Regions from separate parts of the Sus scrofa genome. Here regions 1, 2 and 4 are each linked to region 3. Evidence: chromatin contacts called from public HiChIP or PLAC-seq data. All regions are on one chromosome and are shown on one strand. The core of a region is the stretch at or near the end of the contact, and the rest is flanking DNA. Distances in the headings are between cores, read along the strand shown. Region 1 holds the start of MCEE (methylmalonyl-CoA epimerase). Region 2 holds the start of MTMR10 (myotubularin-related protein 10). Region 3 holds the start of KLF13 (Kruppel like factor 13). Region 4 holds the start of FAN1 (fanconi-associated nuclease 1).

Region 1 (6,494 bases), core at 2,721-5,220, 450 kb after region 3:
GATTTGATTTAAATATTTCACTTATGTCCTGGTGAGTTTTGAAGTATTTTTAAACCTCTTCTTGAGAAACAGAACACCATCTAATTTGAGGAGGCAAAAAATACCCTTTCTGTCCTCTCCCAAAAGTTTACCTTAAGATTTTGACTTCTAAACAGTCCTCCTTCACCTTCATCAGAATCAACATCTTCAAAAAAATCAATATCCTCCTCCTCATCATCTTTTTGTTGTTCCTCTTCTTTTTCTATGTTTTCTAAGAAGGTCTCCATTTCAGATAGTTTGAAGAATTTATCATCTACTACAGATTTTTCTGTGGGTTTCCTAGGCACTCTGTTTTGCACCTTGCTCTGCTGTTCCAATTTGCCAATATCAAAGTCAAGATCAGAATCCTCATCGCTGAAATCTGGGCTTTTCCTCAGATCCAATTTGCTTGAGTTTTTTGATCTCTCATCCCCTTCAAGATCATCACCACTTAAGTCTGACACTTCCTCCTCCTCCACCTCTGACAACTCTTTTTCTAGGTCCTCCTGGCCACCAGCCTCCATCTCCAAGGCATCCTCTTCACACTCCTGCTCTTCATTTTCTGGGAGAAGAGTGATGTCTTCATCTTTAATGGTTTCACTAACTGCATTCTGGAGGTACTGCAGAATTGGTTCATTTTGCAATTCCAGTTGTTGCCAAATCTGCTCATCATCAAAATTATGTATCATCAGTCTTTGTAAAGGACTTCCATGTTTCCTGTCCTTCTCTAGTACTTTATTAAAGTCATAAAGTACTTTTGTCAAAGAAGTAAAGTTCGATGCCAGTTCATCTTGAATTCTATTAAGGCAGCAGGGAGGAGTTAAATTCAGATTTAAAATTATACATAATAACTTCACAGCACTCAGAATTAAAAGGAAAAAAAGCCCAACTCTTGTACAAAGTCCTATTTTCCAAAAACTTAAAGTATAGTTGGTTTATAGCACTATATTAGTTTCAGGTGTACAGCACAGTGATTCAGTATTTTTTTTTTGTCTTTTTGCCATTTCTCGGGCCACTCCCATGGCATATGGAGGTTCCCAGGCTAGGGGTCTAATCGGAGCTGTAGCTGCCAGCCTACGCCAGAGCCACAGCAACTCGGGATCCGAGCCGCGTCTGCAACCTACTCTACAGCTCACGGCAATGCCAGATCATTAACCCATTGAGCAAGGGCGGGGATCAAACCCTCAACCTCATGGTTCCTAGTCGGATTTGTTAACCACGACGGGAACTCCCGATTCAGTATTTTTAATGGTTATGCTCCATTAAAAGATAATGGCTATAGTTCCCTGTGCTGTACAATATGTCTTGTTGCTTATCTATTTTATACATAGTTCGTATCTCTTAATCCCTTACCCCTAACTTGCTCCTCTCCCCTCCCCTCTGGTAACCACTATTTTGTTTTCTCTATCTATGAGTCTGTTTCTGTCCTGCTATATACATTCATTTGTATTATTTTTTAGATTCCACATGTAAGTAACAACATACAGTATTTTTCTTTCTCTGATTTCATTAAGCATAATATTCTCTAGGTCCATCCAGCTTGCTGCAAAATGCTAGAAGGAAATGTCAATTTTAAATATAGATTCTGGTCCCAACAGTGTATTATCTTGCCCACATTAGTACACAGAAGATATCAACTAAGTATATGTCAATCTGCTATTTGGATTTTTGGCAGGGAAACCATTACAGATCTATTTGCCTAGAGATACACAGCGAATCTCAGCCTTAAATTCTCAACTCTGCTATATAACAGACCGCTCCAGTTGGCTAACAATCAACACTTGCTCTGGCAAGAATGGTCGGAGAATACGTCTCTGACGATGTGACACCTGAGATGTATAAGAAGAGATTCTTACAACGATCTGGAAACATGTATTCCAAGCAGAAGAAATAGCAAGAACAAATTTCCTAACACAGAAATGAACTCGGTAAGTGTGAGGAACAGAAAAGCCAGCCTGGCTAGAGTGTGGTGAAGCAGGCAGAAGGTTAGGTTAGAGAGGCTGGTGGGAGGCAAATCACGCAGGCGTCAGAGGTAAGAGTTTGTCATTTTAAAAGTATGAAGAGGAGTTCCCGTTGTGGCTCAGTGGAAAAAAATCCGACTAGCAACCATGAGGACACGGGTTTGATCCCTGGCCTCGACCAGTGGGTTGAGGATCCAGCCTTGCTGTGAGCTGTGCTATTGTTCGAAGACTCAGCTTGGATCTGGCGTGGCTCTGGAGTAGTCCAGTGGCTATAACTTCAATTCCACCCCTTGCCTGGGAACTTCCATATGCTGTGGGTACAGCTCTAGAAAATAAAAAAGTGAAAAGAAACTATCAGAGGTTTATAAGCAAAGTGATTTAATTTATGCTTTGGAAAGATGGTCTGTGGAGGAAAGGAATGCAAGCAGGGTGACTAGGAGGTTGATGCAGCCATCCAGGTATCCAGGTGAAGGATGCAAAACTGTGCTGGAATCTTTTTTTTTTTTTTTTTTTTTGGCTGCACCCATGAAATGTGAAGTTCTCAAGCCAGGGGCTGAACCTGTGCCAGTGTCACAGCAGTGACAACACTGGATCCTTAATCTGCTGAGGCACATACGAACTCTTGTGCTGGGATTAGAGCTGTGGATACGGTGAGAAACCGTCAAATTCAGAGTATCACTGGGAGATGGAACTGCTATGATTTGCTAATGAACTAGACGTAGAAGTGAGAAGAAGAAAAAAAAAGACATCCAGGAACTAGCTTAGTTATGTGTCTGAAGGACTGTAAAGACAGAGGTGCCATTACCGTGGTAGGGAAGGCAGACGGTGAGCACGGGGAAAGGCTCTCAGGCAGGACAGAGTACAGGGAGCACACAGGATGAGCAGTTCATTTCGGGCATATTAAATACGAGATGCTGAGAGTCAATGGCTGTAGTTGCTGTGACTCTGGAGCTCAAGGGAGAGGTCGGGTTTGAAATATAAACTTGAAAGCCATAATTTCTTACGTCTTCTCATAGTCTTTGAACAAAATACAAAGTGCTCGTGCTGGGAAGGGAGACAGAAGACAATCCTAATTCTCAAGAAGCTCAGTCGTGGGGATGGAGAGATACGCGACAAGTCCGATGATGAGTAAGTTAAGCACCGGGTGCTTTGAGAGCACATGGGTGAAAACAGTAACCTACCTAGTGCGTGCGTGTCTGTGTCTACTTCAAAACATCACAAGACCGGGAGGGCCGCACAATACAGCTTTTAACAATCTAAAAAGCATCGACGGGCCAGAGGAGCGCAAACAATCTGAAATGTGAGGGTAAGAGATCTCCCTTTCCCTTTACCTTCTCCCTACTCCGGAACTTGCCGGGGGCCTGCAGCCGGAACCCACGCGAGTCCCGAGACGCACACAGAGCCCAGGCTCGGAGTACTTACGTGAGGAAGCGCTCCGGCTGGTCAGTGGCTTTACCAACCTCTCTCAAGCACCGCTCCAGGGTCTGCCGACGCCAGACGCGCGGGGCCATGGCCGACTGCCACACCACCCACAGCGCCGCATGAGAAAGAAGAACGCCAACCGGAAACCAGGCCACGAAGACACGCCCCACGCAACTGCAGCTCGGAGGCAAAGGTTCCGCCACGCTCAGGTTCCGGACCGATCCGTGATCAGAGCAAACGGCAGCCTGAGAACTTTTACCGGCCTTGAGCGGGGGCGCGGGGAACCGAAAATCGCCGTTGGTCAGCTCAATTAACTCCCTCCAAACTGTTTTGCATTCCCTGAAGGACCCCTAGGTGACGCGTCCTCCTTTCGAGTTTTTGCTTTAGAGGCACTCAGTGATTTCAATACACTGTGTTGTAAAAGAGAGGGCCGGCTTCCATCACCCACTAAAAGGCAGCGGCTCTCGCCACGCCCCTAGCCTCGCCTACCGGGCTCCTCTGTGTGCTCTCCAGGTCTCCCGCCGGGTTGTCCCGTCCCTCGCTCCTCACGGCTCGGAAGTGAGTGGTACGCTTCCCAAGATGGCGCGCCTCTTGAGGGTGACTGGCGCGAGCGCTGCAGGTGAATACTCTGGGTTCGGGGCTCTCCGAGGGGTGGGTGCGCTGGACACGAGGCCAGAGTACTCGGAGACCGCTGGTGGCTAGTGCACCTGGGTGTGCTGCGCTCTGCCCTTGGCTAAGGCTGTGTCCTTGGCCGCTGTCAGCATCTATAGACCGAGCCTTCCGGGAACGCCTAGTTAGCAGCGGGAATTCCTTGCACTTTTGCGTCTCTCCGCCAGTGCTTCTCACGTGTCGCCTGGAGGAGAGGGAACCTGGTCTAGGCAAGGCCAGGCTGAGACTGAAGTAGATACAGTAAATGGCAGAGGGACAGTGAGCTCCGACGGGGGAGAAGCCAGGAAGGACAAGTCCTCTACAAAACGCAGGTTGAACTCTAGGCATGGCCAGTATCCTGCTGAGAACGATGGAAGGTCAGTTGTATAAAGGATATGAATACAAAAGGAGTGTTTTTTCCCACATACCCATATATATGTATTTATCTTGTATAAAAAGAGAGTAAAGTTAGGCGGATTTGGAGTTCTCGACACCGCCATTATAAACAAAACCTTCAAATTTTCTACACCCTGTCCATTTATTTTCTCCTTTCTCTTTTTATAGCCTTCCTCCATCAAGGGGCAACTTTTTCCCTTAATCCGAAACCCCGTTAGGAAGGAAGTGCCGAGTGGTGATGTCTGTTAAAAACTGCTGAACATGGAGTTCCCGTTGCGGCGCAGTGGTTAACGAATCCGACTAGGAACCATGAGGTTGCGGGTTCGGTCCCTGCCCTTGCTCAGTGGGTTGACGATCCGGCGTTGCCATGAGCTGTGGTGTAGGTTGCAGACGCGGATCCCGCGTTGCTGTGGCTCTGGCGTAGGCCGGTGGCTACAGCTCCGATTCAGCCCCTAGCCTGGGAACCTCCATATGCCGTGGGAGCGGCCCAAGAAATAGCAGCAACAACAACCAAAAGACAAAAAAACAAACAAACAAACAAACAAAAAACTGCTGAACATTTGTGATAAATCCTTCAGTTTAGCACTTTCAGAAAGGGTTCCAGAAGATGAGCCTTCAGTAAAGTTAGATTTCCCTCCTAGAAAGTGCTCTCTATTACACTTATTGAAACGTAACAGCATTCGTGGTCCTTTGAAGTCCCATCTCATGGTCCTTTGAAGTCCCATCTCAAACTCAACAAATCTTCGTTGATCACAGTACACCATAATAGTTTTAGCTGTATCAGCACTGTATCAGGTTAAAGTCGTGAGAGATACATGTATATTTATATATGAAAAATATTATAACAGGCTGAGCACAACTTGTTAAAATGAATCTCTGATTAACAGGTGATATTCAAGTTTTGATAATAACATGCCCTTCCGGCCCCTCTTTCCTTTCCTTGGTAAAATACAGCTCAAAATCATAGTTCACCTACCATTTATTGCAAAAGCCCTTTGCAAGAGAACTCCTAAAACTGTTATCTCTTATCACTTGGAAAGCTATTTCAGAAAAATAGGTGTTGCTCATAGAACATACACTAGAGATCTTAACGTTTGAGAATGAAAGCATGGTAGAGACTGTCAGAGGAATGAGAAGATTTAACATAATGGCTTGATATCAACATTGTTGTTAGACAGACCTGGGCCTGAGGCTCAGCTTTGCTACTTAGTGTAACCTGGAAGAAGGCTAATCAGGGCTTTTTTTCTCTCCTCTCTAAATGGGAAAAATATTGAAGTCCTTCCTAAACTCTTACTGTTATCTCTAATTTATGGGCATTAAGACTCAGAGGCAGAGCTGGGCTACCACATGATATGCTCCTCCTTCAGATTTTGGAATCACAGTTTGCTTAGGCAAGACTAGCCAAGTAGTAGTGTTGCATGACTCTAAGGATGAAATAAATCTGTGTATCTTTATTGGGAAAGTGAGGTCAAGTCAGCAAGATGTTAATGCTATGGGATTTGTCCTCCACTGATGAAAGATCCCAACAGTATGGAGAAGGCCCAGAGACTGGGCCATTTCTGCTTTGGGGGTAATAAGCAACTTGTGGGTTCCTGAAAGGCAAAATTGTTCTAAATACAGTTTTTGCTTTTATAAGATATTGAAAAGAGTTCCCAAGTTAAACAACAGTCATGAGCAGTGTGAGTGAACTAGAGGGTTACTATAAGCAACTAGTTTTAACTTGGAAAAATTGTAAATCAGTATTCCTGCGTCAAAAAGAGAAAATAATACAATGCGTATAATAGCTTCCAGCAGCATCATTCCATGAGGATGTCAGTAGTCACTAAATACTGAGATACCATCAAAGGTGTTCTAAAATCAAAGCCTATTTGTTGAATTTTCAAGAGTGAAAGGAGAGTGGTCTCTTTGTCATAAAAAGTAAGTTGTGGATTGATGACATGAAACAGTGAATATGAAAACACTGTGTGCCAAAATATCTTCCAAATACAAGCAGTCTTTAGTTGTTGAGTAAGAGTGCAGTACTGTGCTGTACATTAGTGCAGTGCTGTA
Region 2 (6,372 bases), core at 1,361-3,860, 330 kb after region 3:
TTCTCCCAAAAGTCATACACTGAAGCCGTGACCCCCAAGGTGACTATATTTGGAGACAAAGCCTTTACTTAAAGTTAAATGAGGCCATAAGGGATGGGATCCTAATCCAACAGGATTAATGCTCTGTGAGAAGAGACACCAAAGTGAGGCACTTTACTCCCAGGTCTCTCCACTGTGTGCAAGCCAGGCAGAGAGCTCTCAGCAGAATTCCATCTTGCCTACATCTTGATCTTGAACTTCCTAGCCTCCAATACTGTGAAAAATAAATTTTTGTTGTTTAAGCCACTTGGTTTGTGATATATCATGGCAACCCCAAGCAGACTAATACAATTAGATACCTGGAAATGTCCTAAAACTTAGGGTAGGTCATAACAAATCTGGAAATCAGAGTTTTTCCATATTGCAATTGTATGGCCACTTATTAGAGTTGTAATACTAAGAAAACCTGTCTGGCAAAACCCAAATCACACTAAGCCATTTAGTATAAATCAAGATCCACATATTCCCTGATGAGTATTTATGGGGGAAAAAAATCCTACTTTTTCCAGTTTTATTGGGATATAATTGACATACATCACTTTATTTTTTTAGAGATTAATTTTATTTATTTATTTATTTTCGCTTTTTAGGGCCACATCTATGGAATATGGAGGTTCCCAGGCTAGGGGTCCAATCAGAGCTACAGCTGCCAGCCTACCCACAGCCACAGGAATGCAGGATCCAAGATGCGTCTGCGACCTACACCACGGCTCACCACAGTGCCAGATCCTTAACCCACCGATCGAGGCCAGGGATCAAACCCGTAACCTCATGGTTCCTAGTAGGATTCATTTCCACTGGGCCATGACGGGAACTCTGACATACATCACTTTATAAGCTTAGGGCATACAGTATAAAGGTCTGACTTGCACATACTGCCGAATGATTATCACAAGTTTAGTTGGCATCCACTATCTCATACAGATACAAAGAGAAAGAAAGTTTCCCTTGTGATGAAGACACTTAGGATTTACTCTTAACAATTTCCCTGTATATCACACAGTAGTGTTAACTATACTCACCATGCTGTACATTACATCCTAGGACTTATTTACCTTGTAACTGGAAGTTTGTACATTTTGACCATCTTTCTCCAATCCCCCCGCCGGCCCCCCACTCTGGTAACCACAAAACTGATCTCCTTTTCTATGAGTTTGTTTTCTTTAAATCCATTTAATGTAGTGAGATCACAGACTACTCATTAAAAGGTTTTAAACATGTGTGGACAATAGTACCTTTACACCTATAACTCACTGGGCTTAACATTTTAAAGTACAATTGTGGTTCCTGAGAAAAATGGAATCATATGTTACTCAAGTTAACCAGAAAGATCAGTGGAGTTCTGGATCCAGGACCCAAGAAAAAGTAACTTGTGAATCTTAAACACTTAAGTTTTTTTAGTGTTTCCATTAACATTTGTCAGTATGATTCATATGGCCACATTGGAGCTTCCTGGTGACATTTTTTATAAAACGTTGGATTAGGGATTTATTCTTCAAAGTGTGAGAAGAATCTAGTCTCAACTAAGATTTACAAGAAGGTAACATCACTAACCCCCTTCCACCAAAGGCTGCTTCAGTTCGGAATTCTGTTAAAGAGTTCAGAAATGGCCCGTGCTTGATGTGCAGAAATTCTTCTGCTCTCTGCAATTAATGGCCAGAATATTCAGGCCATAGCCTAAGGAAGCCCTTCACACCGCTAAGGACTCATTCTTGCTGAGCTTTTAATTATTTATCTACTTGCTGTACCTTTGCATGTGAGGATAGGCAAGAAAAAACAGGAAGGCGACTTTCTTAATATCTGTTCACACTTAAGTTTAACAACGAGGCTAGGAGTTAAAATAAACTGAGCTGTCCGGGTTGCTGACATCGTCCTGTGTCAACAGCGCCCATGCCCACGCCAGCCTCAGCACCCCACGGAATTGAGCAGCAAGACATCTCAGTCACAAAGCTTCACGCTAAAACAAACAGACCAGGTGAAGGAAGAAAGTCTTCCCTGGTGTGGGACCTTGAAGGGACCGAGCTGACCGTTTGATCCCGGTCACTGTCAGCTGTCCTGGGCCACTTTCCCGGGGCCCGTCCCTCATCCGCTGGGCGCAGACAGCGTGACCCGCTAAGCCTGGGGCTCCAGAGTCCTCTGTCCCTCACCCCCACCCCAGCTCCTCCCAAAGACTGAAAACAACAATCCCCGCGTGAGCACGGTGACTAGAGACCAGCAGTGGAAGGTGCTGTCTCAGGAAGAGCGGAACTGCGGCGCAGTAGCTATCAAAGGGAGCCTCCAGCTACCGCCGTGACCCCGCAGGCCGCCATGACCCCTGCCAGCCGCCGTAGGTTCTCGCCGGCCGCCGAGGACCCTGCCGGCCGCCGTAGGTGCGCCCCTACCCCGCCCAAGCGGGGTTCTCAAGATGGCTCCCGGGCCCCGCTCCCCCCGGCACCCTAGCTGAGGGCTGGGCAAAGGCACTCTGCGTAGGCCTCGCGTTCCGGCGCCGGCGCGGCCTAGAGGTCGGGAGCGGCCGGCCGCCGGCCCTGCGCGTGCCTCTCGCCGGGCGGGGTGGGGCGGGGCGCCGGGCCCCTTCCGGGGATGGGCCCCGGCTCCTCCCCGCTCGGGCGGGCGCTCCGCCGAGTCTCCGCCCGTCAGCCCTCCCGGCCCGGCTGGCCGCAGACCGTGCCAGGGCGGCCGCACTGGGAGCTCGCAGCCCGCGGGCGTCGGGAGGCGGGTCCCGGGCCGCGACCCGGCCCGGCGGAGCGAAGCCGGTGGCGGCACCATGTTCTCGCTCAAGCCGCCCAGACCCACCTTCAGGTCCTACCTCCTGCCGCCCCCCCAGGTAAATATCCCTCTCCCCCGGGACCTTCTCCTCGCGCTTCCGGGGAGCCGCGGGCCCGCCGGGGAGCGGGGGAGCCCGGAGGTTGCCCTGTCCCCCGACCCCACCCCGGTTCCCCGTCCTCTGTCCCCAGTTGCGCGGCTGCCCGACCTTGGCTCGGGGAAGCGCGCCTTCCTGGGAGCCCCACTGGCTCCTTGGAAACTTGCAGAACTCCGCCGCAGCCATTCCCTCCCCCCAAGACCCCCGGGAGCGACGGAGCAACCGGAGCCGGATTTATTTAGCCCTTTGCTTGGCGACAGTCCCTGCTGTGACCGCCAGCTGATTACATCGCCTGTGGGCACTTAGTGGAAGAAGTCACGCACCTGTCTTAAAAGTGAACACCTGGAAGCGGCTTAGGCGCTTAGAGTGTTTTTATGCTCAGACTCTCAATTCCATTATGAGCAGACCTTTCTTTAAAAGAGCTGGGTGAAAATGTGAAAGAATTTAAGGGGGGGATATGTATCATCACTTAGAAAACTAAATTTGCTTTAGTCTCTCACAGGGAAAAAAAGATTTGATTTTGATTTATTTTGCTAATGTATTTCAGACTGACGATAAGATTAATTCGGAACCGAAGATTAAAAAACTGGAGCCAGTTCTTTTGCCAGGTAAACATGAGGGTTCTAATAGATAATTTAGTGGTGTGTTTTGGTCTAAGACTCTTCTATCAGCTAGTACCATGTGGTTAACTTTCCTCATTTACTTTAAAGTTTAGCAAGTTAAAAATCTAAGACTGAGGAGGGAGGGAAAAAGTTGGTAAGATGTAAACAACAGCAACAAAAAGTAGTGTTAAATGGGTATTTGCCCTTGAAAATTGACGCATCATAGAAAACTGTCAAGAATATCACTCTTATTTCCTCTTTTGTCTCCTGAAATGTGCTTTTTGAAAGCTATCATTAATTGCTTAGGTAGTGAAAGAACTGTCTGCAAATTCATGCAGGAATGGTTAATAGATCATCATTTTAACAGTATGAAAAGCAACTTTTATTATGTTTGGGTCTCTATACCAGTGATAGAGCTTAGTGACCTTTGAATTACTTACTTGGCAATTGTTTTTTGAAGGTGTCAGCTGTGTTTGCAGATCTTCTTGTTTCAATTTAGAATGGGGTTTCCCAGCAGAGACACTATAGACATTTTGGGCTTGACAATTCTTTGTTGGAAGGATGTCCTGTGCATTGCAAGATGTTTAGAAGCATCCTTGGTCTCTACCCAATAGATGCCAGTAGCATCCCCTCCTTTACCTCCCACTTATGAGAAGCAGAATGTCTCCAGACATTGCCAAACCCTTTTATTTTAGGGGCAAAATTTTCTCCCTGTGGAGAAGCACTGGTTTAACAAAATTGACCTTAGAGGTAGATGTAGGAATTGATGGTAAATAGGAGTTTCATTTTAAAGCATGTAAGATATTTATTTGATTGGTATTTTGAATTACATGACAAGTATATGTTTAAGAAAAGTAACTTGTTTAATATGCTTATTGGGGAAAGTAGCCAGATACTTAGAAAAACTTGATTTAAACCTGAAATATAACCAAATACCAGCTTGTGTGTCTACTGTCAACATGTAAAAATCTCAGTCATTACTTAATGCTAAATCTGGTAAAATGATTAGATAGGTAGTAATGGAACAAATATAAACACTTTAAATTTTGTCCTTTAAAATTTTTAATATTGAGTAGGAACAAACAAAAACATCAACCTATGGTTCCGTGTTATAGATGCTGACTTAAGATTGTTCTAAACTTTAGTATGGCTAGTTAGTTATAAATATTTTCCCTTTATTTTGTTAATGCTTTTTAGCCAAACAGTGTGTACTAAATAATCCTTTGTACTTTTCCTCAAGTGGACAATAGAATTAGTAACCTTTGCTCCCTGTGTGTGCTCTGTTTTGGTCTTAGTCACTCCAGGCATTTGAGAGTCAGCTGTGGCAAACAGTATTTGTTCTGAATGGTGCCTGTGAGCTCCTGAACTTTGGCTCCTTTTACTTTGTCTGAAGAGGCCCTGTTCTTAAGCTTTGATCCCCCTTCCAGTATTACTGTTTGACACTACTAAACCACATGGTCTTAGCTACAACTGAGAGTGCTTCATTTTTAAAAATTAACTTTTACATTTAAGATGTGCTTGTGAATAATGTTACTAAATATCAGTAAGCTCAAGGAACTTTACATTGTAGGAGTATCTGTTCTATAGAATTAACTAAGACCTTACTTTTCTGTTAAAAAGTCAGAGTTTTCTTGGGAAGATGTAAACCCATTTCTTAATGTAAGTGGTTACTTATCTTTGAAATTGAAGCTGGAGTTCCCTGGTGGCCTAGCACTTAAGAATTCTGCGTTGTCACTGCTGTGGCTCAGGTTCAGTCCCTGGCCCAGGAACTTCAGCATGTGACAAGTTTGGCCAAAAAAGAAAGGAATCACAGCTAAGTCTGGATCTTCTGACCCATGTTAGCTTTTCTTCATTGGCTCCATGTATGCATACATGATGGCTTTGGCACCCAGCATTTTCTTTGCACCAGCCTATTCCTCATAGACCATTGAGTCAATCCTAAATTAGTGTGTCTTTTGCCCTCCCTCCCCACCCCTTCTGTCCTTTCCTTTTCATCCTGGCCTTCCCACGCTCTTCCATGTTCTTTCTGTCTGGTCATCAGGTCATGGTCTCTGTGCCCTGCTTCACCTCTCAGGTCATTTCTCTGACCACTACTGGAACCTCTTGCTCCTTTTTTGGCCTGCAGCCCTACTCCTCTCTCCCTATATAATCTGGGGACGATGTGGAAAGTAACTGAAGCATTGGTAATCTGAAGATGTGGGCTCGGTCAGGGCTTTTACTAAGAGGGCTTAATAATAGAGTTCTGGCCTTCGTTATAGTCAGAAACCAAGAGAAAATTTGGCCAAGTCACCTGTGGCTTTACACGGGCTTAAGAAACAAGGAAGCAATTGTTCAGAGATATAGTACTGGATGTTACACTTTGGCACGATGCCTCAGCTTCAAGGATATCCTACTTCAGTTGCCCAAAGTTTGAACTTTTAATTCAATAAGCAGATGAAAATTTGAACACAAAATCACTTGTTTATTTGTGTGTGCTTGCTGAGTACTCTGGTGGAACTTAAGGAGGCCGGATTTAAAATGACATTCATTGGCCTTCCCGCTGTGGCTCAACGGGATGGGTGGTGTCTTGGTGAACCCTGGGACTCAGGTTTGATCTTCAGCCCCGCACAGTGGATTAAGGGTCTGGTGTTGCCGCAGCTGCAGCATAAGTTGCAACTGCTGGGTTCGTATCTGATCCCTGGCCCTTGAACTCCACATGCTGAGAGGTGGCCAAAAAATAAAATGACCTTCATCTTTTATTAAACAAAGGAAACAGAAAAACTGATGAGCAGTTTAATTTAGATCGTGTGTATGTTAGTAATTTCTAACTTGCCTGGTTCGTGGACTCCTTTTGGTTAAAGATTGTACCTGATTCAGCTTTGTGGCCCTGAT
Region 3 (6,650 bases), core at 3,118-5,617:
AAAAGAGCCTGGGAAGAGACACACCAATATAGGGTGACAATGGCTAACTGGGGGGGCATGGAGAGCTTGCACATTGTCTACACATTTCTGCACTATTTGAAGAGTTTCACAACAGTCCCACTGGCAGAGTGGACCTTTGGGGGAGCAGGGGCAGGATATGCTGGCATGGCTGCATCCCACTGTGTCTTCCACATAGTGCTGGCCCTCTGCCAGCTTACTTTCCCTGGGTGAAGGAGATCCCAGCCAGCCAGTGTCCACTCTCAGGCTGGCTTTCCAATGCAGCTACACCGGGAAGCACCTGAAAGGTGTCTGGGTAAGTGGTGTGTCTGGAACCATGTTCTGAAGCCAGAGCTTGTGTTGGGGAAGAGGACCTAAATGCTTGCCCCTACTATTCAATCTCACTCAGGATTGAATCCCCTATTTAGTGGGTCAAGAGAAATTTCAAACAAACCCTAACCAAATTATGACAGAAAACAGCTGAGACAATGCAATCCTACTCTACTTTCCACCTCCACCCCAAACAGGGCCAGGTGACCAGGAAATGCAGGACTACAGGAACTCCAGAGCTACAGCAGGGAGGGGCTGTGCCCAGCATGGAGTCCACATTTCCGGTAGGGCCCCCAGAGCTGCTGAGATGGGTCCAACCCAAGCAGGGTGCAAGGAGATGTCTTGGCTACTGACGCTGGAGGGAAAACAGCACAGAGACATTCTGAAAACAATTATTTGTGAGAATAAACAGGAATGTATGCGGGCCATGTCTGCCAAGAAAGACTGGGCCCATTAGGGGCTCACCAAGCCCCACCACCAAAGACAACAGGCAGGAACCTCTGGACATGGGTCCTGGCCAGCTCAGGGGTGGGTCTACCCCCAGAGGGATCCACATCTTTCCAAGTCCTTGAATTTTCAAATCAAATTTCAAAGCCCTTCAGCCTCCAAGAAAATCTGCTCCTAGTCTAGGTAGTCCCCAAAGGGAGTCTTAGCAAACCTCCCAGGGCCTGTGGTAGGACATTATGATCAACCAAATAACAAGTGGCTCAACTTTGCGGCTTTGTTTTATTTATCATGCGTTTGTTGTGACATCAACAACTACCTAAATGTGACAGAGGGAAATCAGTCCCCAGGATGATTACTGGGGGATGTGAGTCAGGGATCACACTGACACAAGGGTAATGAGGACAGGCAGCTCTCCCCATGCAGTTGGTCAGCGGTGGGAGATCAGAGTCAAAGTTGACCCTAGGACCACCCAATGGATTTTCACATTGTTTCCCTCAGGGCTTCCAGGTAGTGAAAGGAGATCTCACCAAGCATTACTGACACCTAGGGACTGGTCCCTGGTCACATAGCTAGGCAGAGCAAGCTGCCAACTGCCTCCTTGGTTAAAGGAGTTTTGGTATTCATGGTCTGCCATGAAATGTCTATGGGGGGAGTCCCCAATGGAGTGAAAGACCTGCCATGACCTGAGCCACTGCCTGCAAAGAACCCCCCACCCCCACCCAAACACTCTGGGAACCCACAAGTGAAGATCTGCCACATGGGTCTTCCCAGGCAGCCTTTTGAGTCACCCCCTGCAGCCAGCTGGCTTAGCTTCTCCCTTCTGTGAGCTGTCTCTGCCTCCTTTATAAACCCCACTTACTTATGCTCTGCACACCTGAATCAGGTTGCAAATGGGCTTCCAGGAGATGCTCTAGGCCAGAAATAGGTCTTGGTTCATAATAGGATTCACCTAGGGCACCATTAAACTACAGTCAGCCGCTGGGACCTGGAAATCTGCATTCCCAAGGGCCCCAAAGGAACCCTGATCACTCCTGACTTGGAGATCTACAACTGCTCCGGCAGCTGGAGTTTCTGCACACCTGGAGGACGGGCCAACTCCCTGCTTTAACGACAGGCATGTCACACTCCAGGCGGAGTATGGATTCCACCCTCTTTTGGCTGCCTCGGGTTTCCTAGGCATCACAGAGAGGCTGGCTTCCAACCCACTGCGAGGCATGGTTTCCCAGCGTTCCTGCCCCAACTATCACCCCTGCCTTGTGCCGCGAAGGGCACAAGGAGCCTGAACCAGGGCTGGTAGTGGGGGGTGGCCAATCGGGAAGGCACCCTCAGGCGAAGGCGCGGGGGAGCCCCGCCCCTGGGGCAGTCCCTTTGCAATTCAAGAACCTGGTACCGGGTGCTGCGGTATGGGAGGCCACAGTAAAAACAAGCTGAAAAAGGGTTTTCTAATCAAGTTCCCAGCCCCATACCGGCCACGTCCCTCAAGCAGCACTCAACCGCAGCCACGCCCCAAACGCTGGCCCTTCCCGGGACTCAGGGTCCACCAGGCTGGGAAGCTAGCTTGGCCCCTCCCCCACAACCACACCCACTCTTGCAGTAACGTCCCCACCACCTCCTGAGTCCACACACCCCTAATTCTGACTCAGAAAGCACAGAAAAGGCCCCACCTTCACCCGCGACCCTGCCACGTGGTTTGAGGCGGCCACAGCGTGGGACCAGAAATTCGGGGAGGAAAGGAAAGCCTCGGAGAGGAAAGTTCGTGGGATCCAGTTCTTGACGCTTGCAAACCCTGGGCCGCCTGAGTTCTAAATTTACAGGGAGAAAAGAGCCTTTCAGCTCTAGGTTTTTGAAGACTGCGTTTTGTAAATCGGTTATTTAATTAGCTTGTGGATTATTTTACAAATGAGAAACCTAATCCTTTGATAACAAAGTAACGGTATAAGGGTTCTGAATTAGGTAAGACTTAAAAAGAGTCACCCAAGAGTTCGCGTGACCTCAGAGGATATACACGATTCTTTCAACCAAACTAAGAGAGAAAGATTAGAACAATTAATTAGAAGGTTGTTTCTACTTTTGTGTTTTAAAAAAAAAAATAACCTCAGAGGAATTAACGACAACGTCCCGGGCCCGCACTAAGGGAAATGCTGCCTGGGGGTGGGGGTCGGGGTCGGGCGGCGGTCCGCGGCACCCAGGCCGCCGATTCCGGACGGCCGCCCGCCCCCGTGCAGGTGCTGCCTGCCCGCATCCGGCCCTGGCAGGTGAGAGCGGGTCTGGGAGGAGGGCGGCGCAGAACGACAGGCTGGAGGCAGAGCGGTCCTTTTAGGAGAAAGCGCCGACCAGCCGGGAGCCCCTCGAGTCCAGCGCGCCTCCGCCGCCGGATGGGCGGGGTTCCCACAAAGAGCCGCGGGCAAGAACCCGGGACCGCCCCCCGCGTCGGTCGCCACCAGCTCTGGTTTCGACAAATTAAACCTTAGAGCGCTGGAAAAATTACAGGAAGAGCGAAGAATGTGCCGAGCTGCTGGAGGGAGCCCTGTCCCCGCGTGAACTTCGCCCACCGCGCTCCCGAGCCGGCCCCTCCCCGCCGCTCCCGAGAGCGCGCCCAGCCGACGAGGGAGGGGCCAGGCGAGGACACCCCTCCCCCCCGGCTCCCGGGCGCCGCGGCCGCCCACCTCCCCGGGCGGCACCCGCGGCCCCCACTGCCCCCACGCAGCTCGCCCGCACCTGCCCGCGCGCACCCCGGCCCGGATGACGACATTCGCCCCCGCAGCCCCGCCCGAGCGCACCCGGGGAGGGGGCGTGCCCGGCGGGGGCGCGGTCGCCGGGCGGGCGCCGGCAGCCAGCGCCAGGACCCGCCTCGCGCGGCTCTCAGGGTCGACCGCAACCCGGAGCGGCGGGGGAAGGGGCGAGGCCCTGACCACCTCCCGCGCCCAAGCCGGAGGCTCCGGGGGCGTGTCTGGGCGACCCGCACTAGCCCAGGTCTGCGCGAGTGCCCGGGCCGCCCCACTGACCTGTGTGAGTTCTCAGGTGCGCCTTGAGGTGCGAGGATTTCCCGTAAACTTTCTCACAGCCCGCATAGTGGCACTTGTGCTTTCTCTGGGGGGACTCGAGGTCGGCGCGACTTCGGCCCCGCCGGCCCCTTTGTCTGAGGCTGGGCTCGCCGCTCCCCGCGGGCCCCGGCTCTCGCTCGGGCTCCAGACCCGCCTCAGGCTCGGGCTCGGGCTCGCTCCACGCCGGGCTAAGAGGCGCGGCCGCCGCGCCTCCAGCACCGGGGGAGGCGGGCTCGGGGGCGGGTGGCGGCGCGGGCGGCAGGCGGCAGGGGGTCCTCGCCTTCCTGGCGGCGGCGCCTTCTCTGCGCTCCGCCGAGACGGGTGCCGGTGCTTGCTGGTTAAGGTCCGCCAGGATCCGCGCCACTACGAAGAGCGAGGCGCTGTCCTTGCCGTCGCGGCGCTCCTCGACGTGGGGCAGCGTGGCGGCGACAGCGGCCGCGCCCTCGGGTCCCGGCTCCGGCCCCTCTCGCGGCCCGTGTACGACCGCGCGGCTCGACATGGACACGAGGCACTCGGCGGCGAAGTGGTCCACATAGGCGGCGGCTGCCATGGTGCGGGCTCCAGCCGGCAGGCGGGAGACTGCTAGTCGCTGCGAGTCGTCAGCAGCGCATCCGCACCCACGGCCTCCGGAGAGCGGGCGGGGGGCGGGGGCGCGGCGCGCCCTCTCCGCCGGCTGGGCTGGGCGCGCAGCCGCCTCTGCCGTCACCCGCGCTGCTCCGCGTCTGCTAAGCGCCCGCCCGGCTGGGCACCTCAGAGTGAGCGCATGGGGGGCGCGGACGAGTAGGGTCCCCGCGCGGCGTCAGTGGCGGCCTGTCCTATGGATGCCGAGCGGCGACGTTAGGGACGACCTCCCCGAGCCGTGGCCGCAGCCTCGCCGCGCATTGTGGCAGGCGGGACAGCCGCCGTGCGCGCCGCGGCTCGGTGTGGGCGGCCCGGCCCCGGGGGTGGGCGGGGCCGGGGCCACATCTGGACCCGACGTCAGCCCCCAGCCACATCCTGGCGGCGCAGGTTACAGGCGGCGGCGGCGGCCGCAGGGAGCTGCGCACGCGGAGGGGGCGGGGATCCCGGAGCGCGCACCGGCGGGATAGCGGTCGCGTGCCCGCGCCTGGTGAGGGGGCGTGGCTAAGGACCAGGGCCGGCGCCATTGGTCCATGAGTACTCAGCCGGGCCAATCCGTACAGCCAGAGGCTCCCACCCGGCCTTGGGGCCTGCGCGTGCCGATGGGCGTGTCCCCTCAGCCGGCGGGAGGAGGAGCGGAAATTGGAGCCCGGAGCCGGGCACGCTGACGCACGACGTCCGAGGCGGGCCTGGGCGGGGCCGTTCCCCCTCCTCTCCGTGGCGGGGACCCCGCAGGGTATTTTCCTGCCGGAGCTTTTGTACCTTGACTGCCTTGAACCTCGGCGCGGTGGCGAGAGCTCGGGAGAGCACCCCTTTGTCCCTCCAGCCCCGCTTGTGTCGGGCGCGCCTCGCAGGGCTCGCCTCGCTTCTCCCTTTCTTCTCCAGAGCGAGGTTTGCCCGGCAAGGAGGCGTGTCCGCTAAGCCCGGCGGGTCTACTGGCCCCGAGTCGGGCCTGGACAACCACGGCGCACACCGCTGAAACCAGGTTGATGGGTGGCCGCGCCCCGAGACTCAGGCCGCTCTCCGCCCTTGGTTCCTGCCCAGCTGAGCCCTGAACCCTCGGCGCGGCCAGCCCGAGAGCGGTGGTCTCGTGTGGGGCGAGGTCGCTCCCGCAGGAGGAACCGCAGGAGGGCGGCGGGGGATCAGCGCAAGCCGCGCTGCCCTTGAGCCCAGGTCAGCTGGAGCTTGGACTGGCCCAGGCTGGTGGCTAGCCTGGCAGCGCGAGTGATGTGCCCACTGCGTCCTGTGTTCGCAAGAATTACGTGCCTGGGCGCCGGCCGCGCTGCTCAAGGAACGTGGGGCCCCTCCCTCCGCAGGCCTGCTGCCAGCTTCTGCAGGCTGCCCTTCTCCCGCGGCTGTCGCGCAGGCTTCAAACGCCACCGGCTGCGAGGGCCCCGCCCACCGCGCCCCACCCACCTAAGGTCGGGGCCTCCGGGGGAGGAAGTGCTCTGCTGCCCCGCCCCGCCAGCTTTGCCCTTGGCCCTCACCTGCGCCTTCATCCTGTCGCGTGGCACCTCCCCCCCCCCCTCTTCTCCTGGCCTAGACCAACATCAAAGAGGCCGGAAAGGAGTGCAAGCCCCTGACCCCAGGAGACAGGCTGGAGTCCACAGTTCCTAGTTCATTTCTTAATGGACGTTCAGAGGAATCAGCTGCCCAAGCAGGGAGCTTGTAGAGGGAGAACAGCCCAGACATTAGGCCCCTGTGGACTGGAGAAGAGGGATGGGTGGAAGAGAGTCAATCGCACAAAATTAAGAGCAGCCATTTTTCACCGAATTAATTTTGGGCTTGGGTAGAAAAATCTACTCCTTCCAGGTCACCAAGGAGCAACTGAGACGAGCATTTTGGGTTCCATGTTACTGTGACCTGTAAACTGGTGTGGTCGTTTGAGTGCCCTGGGTATCTGTAACAAAAACTCGGAAGTTCCCTCTCACCGGGAACTATACAATACGCTCACTGGGAAGACTACACAGTACTCTATGGTGCGGTGGGTTCTGCTGTGGTGGGTTCGGTACTATGCCAACAGGGTCAGGTTCCTCTTAAGAGGGTCTCCTCTTGGCAGGAGGTAATCACTCTTATCCCAGACAGATTGTGTTGATGACATTTAAGAGACGTGTGTTCTGACCAAGTAATGATTCAGAATGTTCCTCCAGTCCCACCACATGTCACAATTCATCTCTGTAAGTATGGGAATGGCCCTACACTGACTTACCAGCA
Region 4 (6,381 bases), core at 2,721-5,220, 420 kb after region 3:
CTCCCATGGCGCAGCAGAAACAAATCTGTCTAGGAACCAGAGGTTGCGTGTTCTATCCCTGGCCTCGCTCAGTGGGTTAAGGATCCAACATTGCCGTGCGCTGAGGTGTAGGTCTAAGATACAGCTCGGATCTGGCGTTGCTGTGGCTGTGGCATAGGCCAGCAGCTATAGCTCTGATTAGACCCCTAGCCTGGGAACCTCCATATGCCGCGGGTGCAGCCCTAAAAAGACAAAGAAGACAAAATAAAAAAAATTCAGGGACTTCCCATTGTGGCTCAGCAGGTTACAAACCGACTAGTATCTGTGAGCATGTGGGTCCCATCCCTGGGCTCAGTCAGTGGATTAAGGATCTGGTGTTGTCATGGTCTTGGCATAGGCCAGCAGCTGTAGCTGATTCAACCTCTAGCCTGGGAACTTCCATATGCCACAAGTGTGGCCCTAAAAAGAAAAAAGAAAAAAAAAAACAGGATTTTTTTTTTTTAACTCTACTGAGGAGTCAGAACTGCTCCTATTACTAGAGGTCAGGAGGGCCCCAAGTGAGCTTTTCTTACTGGGGGAGGGACTCAGAGCCATCAAGAACCTTTGCATGAGGAGCCAACAGGGGAGCTCTTACTCTAAACCAGTGCTATCAGCTTATAGCCACTGCCCTGGGCCAAGGAACTAAGGCATATTTTTTAACATATCAATTTACAAAAGAAAACAAAAAGAAAAAACAAACCCAAAAGACCAAAAAAACAATGTACCAATTTAGCTTGAAAGTTTCCATTTCCTGGAGCTCCCACTGTGGCTCAAAAAGATCACCAGCACCTTGGGAGCGCTGGGACACAAGTTTGTTCCCCAGCCCGGCAGAGTGGGTTAAAGGCTCCAGCATTGCTGCAGCTGAGGCTTAAGTCGCAACTCTGATCCCTGGCACGGGAGCGCCTTATGCCGCAGGGTGGCCAAAAATGAAGAAAAGGAAAAAAAAAAAAAAAAGTTTCCATTTTCAGCACAGCCTGATTTTAAAAGGCAGAGTCCAGGCAACTAAAATATTGTTGGAGGAAAAAATACGCTTCAATACATCTTGGGGGTTTTTTTCCCCGTATTTTGTTATTTTCATTTTTGAGGAAATGGTGTTGGAAAATGATAAAAACAACTAACAGTAAACTTGATTACATGCCCAAAATAAATGCACAGTACACCTTCCTTAGTCACAGTGCATTTTTCCCCCAATCTATCAGGGAAAGGTTGTTTTACAACCATCAAATATACAAAAAAAGGACAAACAGCAACAGCTGCTTCCATTATAATCAAAGTACAGCTTGTAAAGGAACCAGCATCACCAGGCACAAATCTTGTCCCTTTCACAGGCATATCCTTCTCCTGTGGAACTTTGTAGCTGGTTGATTCCCATGACGACAGCTAGGACCTTCAAACTACACTGACTCCTTGTGGTCATTAGATTACTGCCCATCACATCCCAGTCCAAATCAGTATGGCAAATGGGAAACCAATCCCCTAAAGCAGAGAGGCTTAAGATACCTGATAATTGATGAAATGTAGTCACAATTCCCTTCTCATGTTCATCAAAGAGCATCCCATCATCTTCATTCTCAAACACGGCTTTCAGCACCATGAGGAAATTCCGAAGGTAGTAAGGATAATCCAAGGGTACTGGACATGTTACACTAGAAACATCGCAGCTTAACCCCTGCTCCAAAGGAATTCTGTGTGTGACTTCATTCTTTGAGCTGCTGTCGTCTTCCAGAGGAAGTGCTTGAATGTTACTCCAATTAGAAGCATCGTGCTTAGAGCTAGGAGATTTTGCCTCCCAATGTGACATCTGTGTTTTAGCTTCTGAAACAAGAGTCATTTTCACCTCTTCACAATCACCTGCCCCACATTTCGCAACACCTTTACCATCTACTCCTTTGATACTCTCTGGCTTTGAAAGGCCGTCCTCTAAAGTAGACTTTAATGCATTCCCAAGAGTTAAATCTGGTGAAATTAACACAGGAGTGTTATCTGAAAATGCAAGGGTGAGGCTTGATCTGCATTCCTCGGTAGGCTTTTGGTCTTCAATTTCCATTACTTTAGTGCCTTCAGGAGTATGTGGTTCCTCAAGAGAATCATAGGTAAACATGTTTTCCTTTTGAGAACTATTCTCCAAAAGTTGACCCTGGTCCTCAATCTCTGAATGGTTTTCAACCAGGCTCTTAACCACTGAGGATGAGGAACTCTGGGGACTCTGATTGGCAAGTCCCTCACTCTTACCTATTGATCTTTTAGCCTTTATGTATCTTCGGGACAATTTAGATGACAGGCTTCCCAGAGAGATGACTTTTACATTAAGATGTCTCAGTTCATCTTGATTTCTGCCCACCAAGTCATCATTATTCTTAAAGTAGGGGCTGGTCTTCTTTTTCATGCCCGTTTTTGCTGAGTCACTTTGGCCAGGGGTTAAATTCATCTTTGATGGTGATGACTTCTCTGGCATTACATCTTCTAAAGCAGTATTGGTTACATCTACTGTGGACACATTTGAACTTGCTAAGCCAATGTGCCCTGGGTCCCCTGGAGTGATGTCACCATTGTCAGCACACATTTCATCAAGGTGCCTGTTTAGGTCATATCTTGGCACCATTTTACTACAAACAGGGCAGGCAAGTTTGGCAGGCGGTACATTGTTAAAAAATGAAATAATAGAGTTAGACTCATTTTTTTTAGTTTTGCTTATTGATAAACTTCTACAAGGTCTTTTTTTGGCAGATTTCCCCACTGACATCATGAGTATTAGAGAAGCTGGGTGTTTCCAGGAGTAAAATACAGCATATCACTGGGGAAGAACAATGGTTTACTCTTACTTTCCTGACTTGAAATCATAAAAAGTGGGATTCTACTGGACTTCATGTTATTCATTTAGTCAATTTCTTCTTCCTACAAAATAAAAACATGCGGGTTAACAACATTTTTGTGAATTCAACTAAAAACCGGAAACAAAAACTCTAAAACGTGCAATGGCAAACTTGGTATGAGGAAAAACCGTGGACTCCGGGCCAGAAGACCCTCCTATCAGATGTCCATATCACCTCAGTGTGTCCCTTACCATAAAATGATGGCGTTGGACTTTGTGGGGATAAGTTTTTTGCTTTTGGCCGCGCCCTCGGTATAGGGAAGTTTCCCAGCCAAGGATGGAACTCAGGCCACAGCAGCAACCTGAGCTGCAGCAGTGACAACGCTGGACCCCGCTGCGCTACAAAGGCACTCCAGTTCTTTTTTTTTTTTTTTTTTTTTTTTTTTTCCGCTTTTTAAAAGGGCCGCGCCCACGGCATATTTAAGTTCCCAGGCTAGGGGTCCAACTGCAGCTACAGCTGCTGGCCTAGCCATAGCCACAGCAACGCCAGATATGAGCTGTGTCAGCGAGCACAGCTCGTGGCAACGCCGGATCCTTAATCCATTGAGCAAGGCCAGGGATCTAACCAGCATCTAACCAGCAACCTTATGATTCCTAATCGGATTCGTTTCCGCTGCGCCAGGATGGGAACTCCAGCTCTAACATTCCTAAAATTTAAAAATAACCGCTTTTTTTAAAAAGGCACATCTGACTATGCCAGTTCCTTTTCTAAAACCACTGCATTGTTAACTTTTTCTGGGACAGATAACGCCTACCCATTCGGGCAGCACAGGCCTGCAAGAAGAAAAGCTCCAAGTCGCAAGCCTCCGCCACACACTTGAAGGCCCCACCGTAGCCCCGCCCCCGAACATGAGGCTGGGGCTGAGCACCGCCCGCCCGCGCACCTGGGAGGCGCACCGGGGGTTCCACTGCCCGCCAGTCCGTCTTTCACCCCTTGCTCCTTCCCTCTCTCCCTCCTTCTTTCCCCTCTCTTGTCTCCCTCCCCTGTGCCCCCTCCCCTTTGTCCCTCCGGCAGTCCGGGCACCCCGAGGCGCGGATAACACCAGCTCAGCTGCCCCGCGCCTCCAACCCGCTCCACGCGCCAGGCATTCCCAGCTGCTCCCCGCGGCTCGGCCGCCACAGACTCGGCCAGCAGAGGCTCGAGTGATCGATCGTTCCTCCCTCTCCTCTTAAAGGCATCCTGCCCTCCAGGCAGGCTGAGCTGGCCGAGAGTCTATGAGACTCTTCGCACCTGGAGGAGCCCGGCGCCTGGAACGTGAGCGGGTTGCTGGTCGGAGAACATTCTATGTCTAGGGAAGGGGCATCCTGGGAGGAGATACAGGTGTGAACTCTACTTAGCCAGAAAGAAGGAAGACTCAGCAAGTGCTGGACATCTGCCAGCTGTTCTCTGAGATGCAGAGATGCTGTTCACAGATTCGCTGTTAGTAGAGATGCTATTCTCTGCCTAATGCAATAGATGCCTCAAGAACAAAGAAATAGATAAACAGCAACGCTGTTCGCAGAGATGCTGTTCCCTGCCGTAAGGCACAGGGAACTATATTCAATATTTTGAAATAACCTATAATGGAAAAGAATAGGAAAAAGAATACATATATATGTACAACACTTTGCTGTACACCTGAAACACTGTAAATCAACTATACTTCAATTAAAAATAAAAATTAAAAAAAGGGAATAATAAAATGTAGTCAGGTAATTAGGGAGTGGTGAATTTGGATATTTCTTACTTTTGTTTTCCATTTAGTTTAGTTTGTTTTAATATAGTTTTTCTTTGTTTTAATATAGCTTAATTTAATATAATGAGGTATAATTTAAAGTAATGGCTATATTTAACAACTGAAAAATTACTGTAAGTTTATCAGTCAGCCCTTGAGCACCAACAATGTTAACAAATGGGGGTCCAGGTGCTTACAAAATTATACTCACAAATGTCACTAGAAAGGAAAGTTACCTTGAATCAGAATGCCAACAATCTGGGGAGATAGTGGACTCAGTGTCTCCCCAAAACCACCTCCCAATATTCTGCTCTGCCGCAAAAGCTTTTAAAGGGAAAAAAGAAAGTGATCTCAGTAATCACAGAGATGGGGGAGTCAAGAGTCCTTGACATTCCTCACTGAGAGCAGGAATGTCACTTACTTTGGTCTTTCTCTAGATGCTATCTTGTTCATACAGGTTGTTTTCCAGAGATTACTGAAGGGGATGCTAGGGAAGAGATCTGGCCATCTGTTGTTACACTTTGTTTCTACTTCTTAGATCTACTGAACAAGTTAGGCAAAGTATTGTGTGATTAAAAGAATTGAATAGTGTGCTTGGGCTGGAGATAAGTAGAGCATACTGGTGCCTGGTTAAAAGTTAGTTACTGGGTTCATCGTGGCTCAGCGTTAATGAATCTGACTAGTATGCGCGAGGACTTGGGTTTAAGCTCTGGCCCTGCTCAGTTGGTTAAGGAACCAGCGCTGCAGTGACCTGTGGTCTAGGTCCCAGACTGGGCTGGGATCTGGCATTGCTGTGGCAGGGGTATAGGCTAGCAGCTACAGCTCCAATATGCCCCCTAGCCTGAGACCTTCCATATGCTGCAAGTGTGGCCCTAAAATGACAAAGAAAAAAAAAGGATTTAAAAAAAAACAAAAAACAATGAATCTATCTACAGAAAAAAGAAACAAACTCATGGACATGGAAAGCAGACTTGTGATCGCCAAGGAGAAGGGGGCAGGAGTGGGATGGACTAGGAGTTTGGGGTTAGTAGATGCATATTGCATTTGGAGTAAATAAGCAATGAGATTTTGCTGTATAACACAGGGAACTATATATATAATCACTTGTGAGGGAACATGACAGAAGATAATGTGAGAAAAAGAATATATATGTGTGTATGACTGGGTCACTTTGCTGCACAGTAGAAATTGACAGAACATTGTAAACCAATTATAATAAAAAATTTTTTAAGTTAATTTCAATGTGGCTTTGCTAGAGTAACAAGGAATGGGGCTTCCTGCGTAGGGCAGTTTCCTACAAAGAGCTGCTTGCAATACCAGCTGGTTCCAGCACCCAATGAGTGATCCAGATGGAAGTTTTCTGAGGCAGAATCCCCTGAGAGCTTTCCTCTACCACTGCCTTCAGCAGTGGTCAGCACTGTATGATTACTCCATGAATATGTGTCAGATGAATCCATGAATGAATAAACAAACCAAAGAGAAAAGGGTATGAACAGGGACCTCACTGACAAATATGTATTGAGTGCTTCCCTTGTACCATGTTCTGGACACTGAAGATATGGCCGTGAACAGAAAGAGAAATGGGGAAAAATTCTGCCTTCATGGAGAATACATTCTGTTGGAGGAAGATGGAGAAAAACAAAATATAAAATCATGTAGAGAGCTTAAAAGAAGAGTACTGATGAAATAAAATTCATATTTTTATGGCAAAATTTATTTAATTTAATTTATTTATTTTTGGTCTTTTGTCTTTTTAGGGCTGCACCCACGGCATGT

Evidence for each region. HiChIP or PLAC-seq counts read pairs in DNA pulled down with a chosen protein or histone mark.
Region 1: a contact with region 3 is called in an H3K27ac HiChIP or PLAC-seq map of alveolar macrophages. The contact joins the promoter of MCEE here to the promoter of KLF13 in region 3. A contact is called at or near these places in 1 of 5 promoter capture datasets (liver), 1 of 47 Hi-C or Micro-C datasets (embryonic fibroblasts) and 1 of 2 datasets of contacts at active chromatin or transcription factors (alveolar macrophages).
Region 2: a contact with region 3 is called in an H3K27ac HiChIP or PLAC-seq map of alveolar macrophages. The contact joins the promoter of MTMR10 here to the promoter of KLF13 in region 3. A contact is called at or near these places in 2 of 5 promoter capture datasets (fetal liver and liver), 5 of 47 Hi-C or Micro-C datasets (embryonic fibroblasts, heart right ventricle, liver and 1 more) and 2 of 2 datasets of contacts at active chromatin or transcription factors (alveolar macrophages and skeletal muscle).
Region 4: an H3K27ac HiChIP or PLAC-seq map of alveolar macrophages shows a contact between it and region 3. The contact joins the promoter of FAN1 here to the promoter of KLF13 in region 3. A contact is called at or near these places in 1 of 47 Hi-C or Micro-C datasets (embryonic fibroblasts) and 2 of 2 datasets of contacts at active chromatin or transcription factors (alveolar macrophages and skeletal muscle).

The regions. Positions count from the first base shown.
Region 1 is chr1:143,989,744-143,996,237 of Sscrofa11.1, forward strand. MCEE (methylmalonyl-CoA epimerase) reads left to right here and starts at 3,971. Exons shown (of 3, transcript NM_001097471.2): 1 at 3,971-4,020. The coding sequence starts at 3,981. It overlaps MPHOSPH10 (U3 small nucleolar ribonucleoprotein protein MPP10), which reads right to left and starts at 4,293. Exons shown (of 11, transcript XM_021098803.1): 1 at 3,402-4,293; 2 at 132-816. The coding sequence starts at 3,490.
Region 2 is chr1:143,865,136-143,871,507 of Sscrofa11.1, forward strand. It overlaps MTMR10 (myotubularin-related protein 10), which reads left to right and starts at 2,611. Exons shown (of 16, transcript XM_003121665.4): 1 at 2,611-2,863; 2 at 3,447-3,507. The coding sequence starts at 2,804.
Region 3 is chr1:143,535,866-143,542,515 of Sscrofa11.1, forward strand. KLF13 (Kruppel like factor 13) reads right to left here and starts at 4,368. Exons shown (of 2, transcript NM_001011505.1): 1 at 3,780-4,368. The coding sequence starts at 4,368.
Region 4 is chr1:143,957,687-143,964,067 of Sscrofa11.1, forward strand. FAN1 (fanconi-associated nuclease 1) reads right to left here and starts at 3,971. Exons shown (of 14, transcript XM_021098761.1): 1 at 3,775-3,971; 2 at 1,519-2,913. The coding sequence starts at 2,764.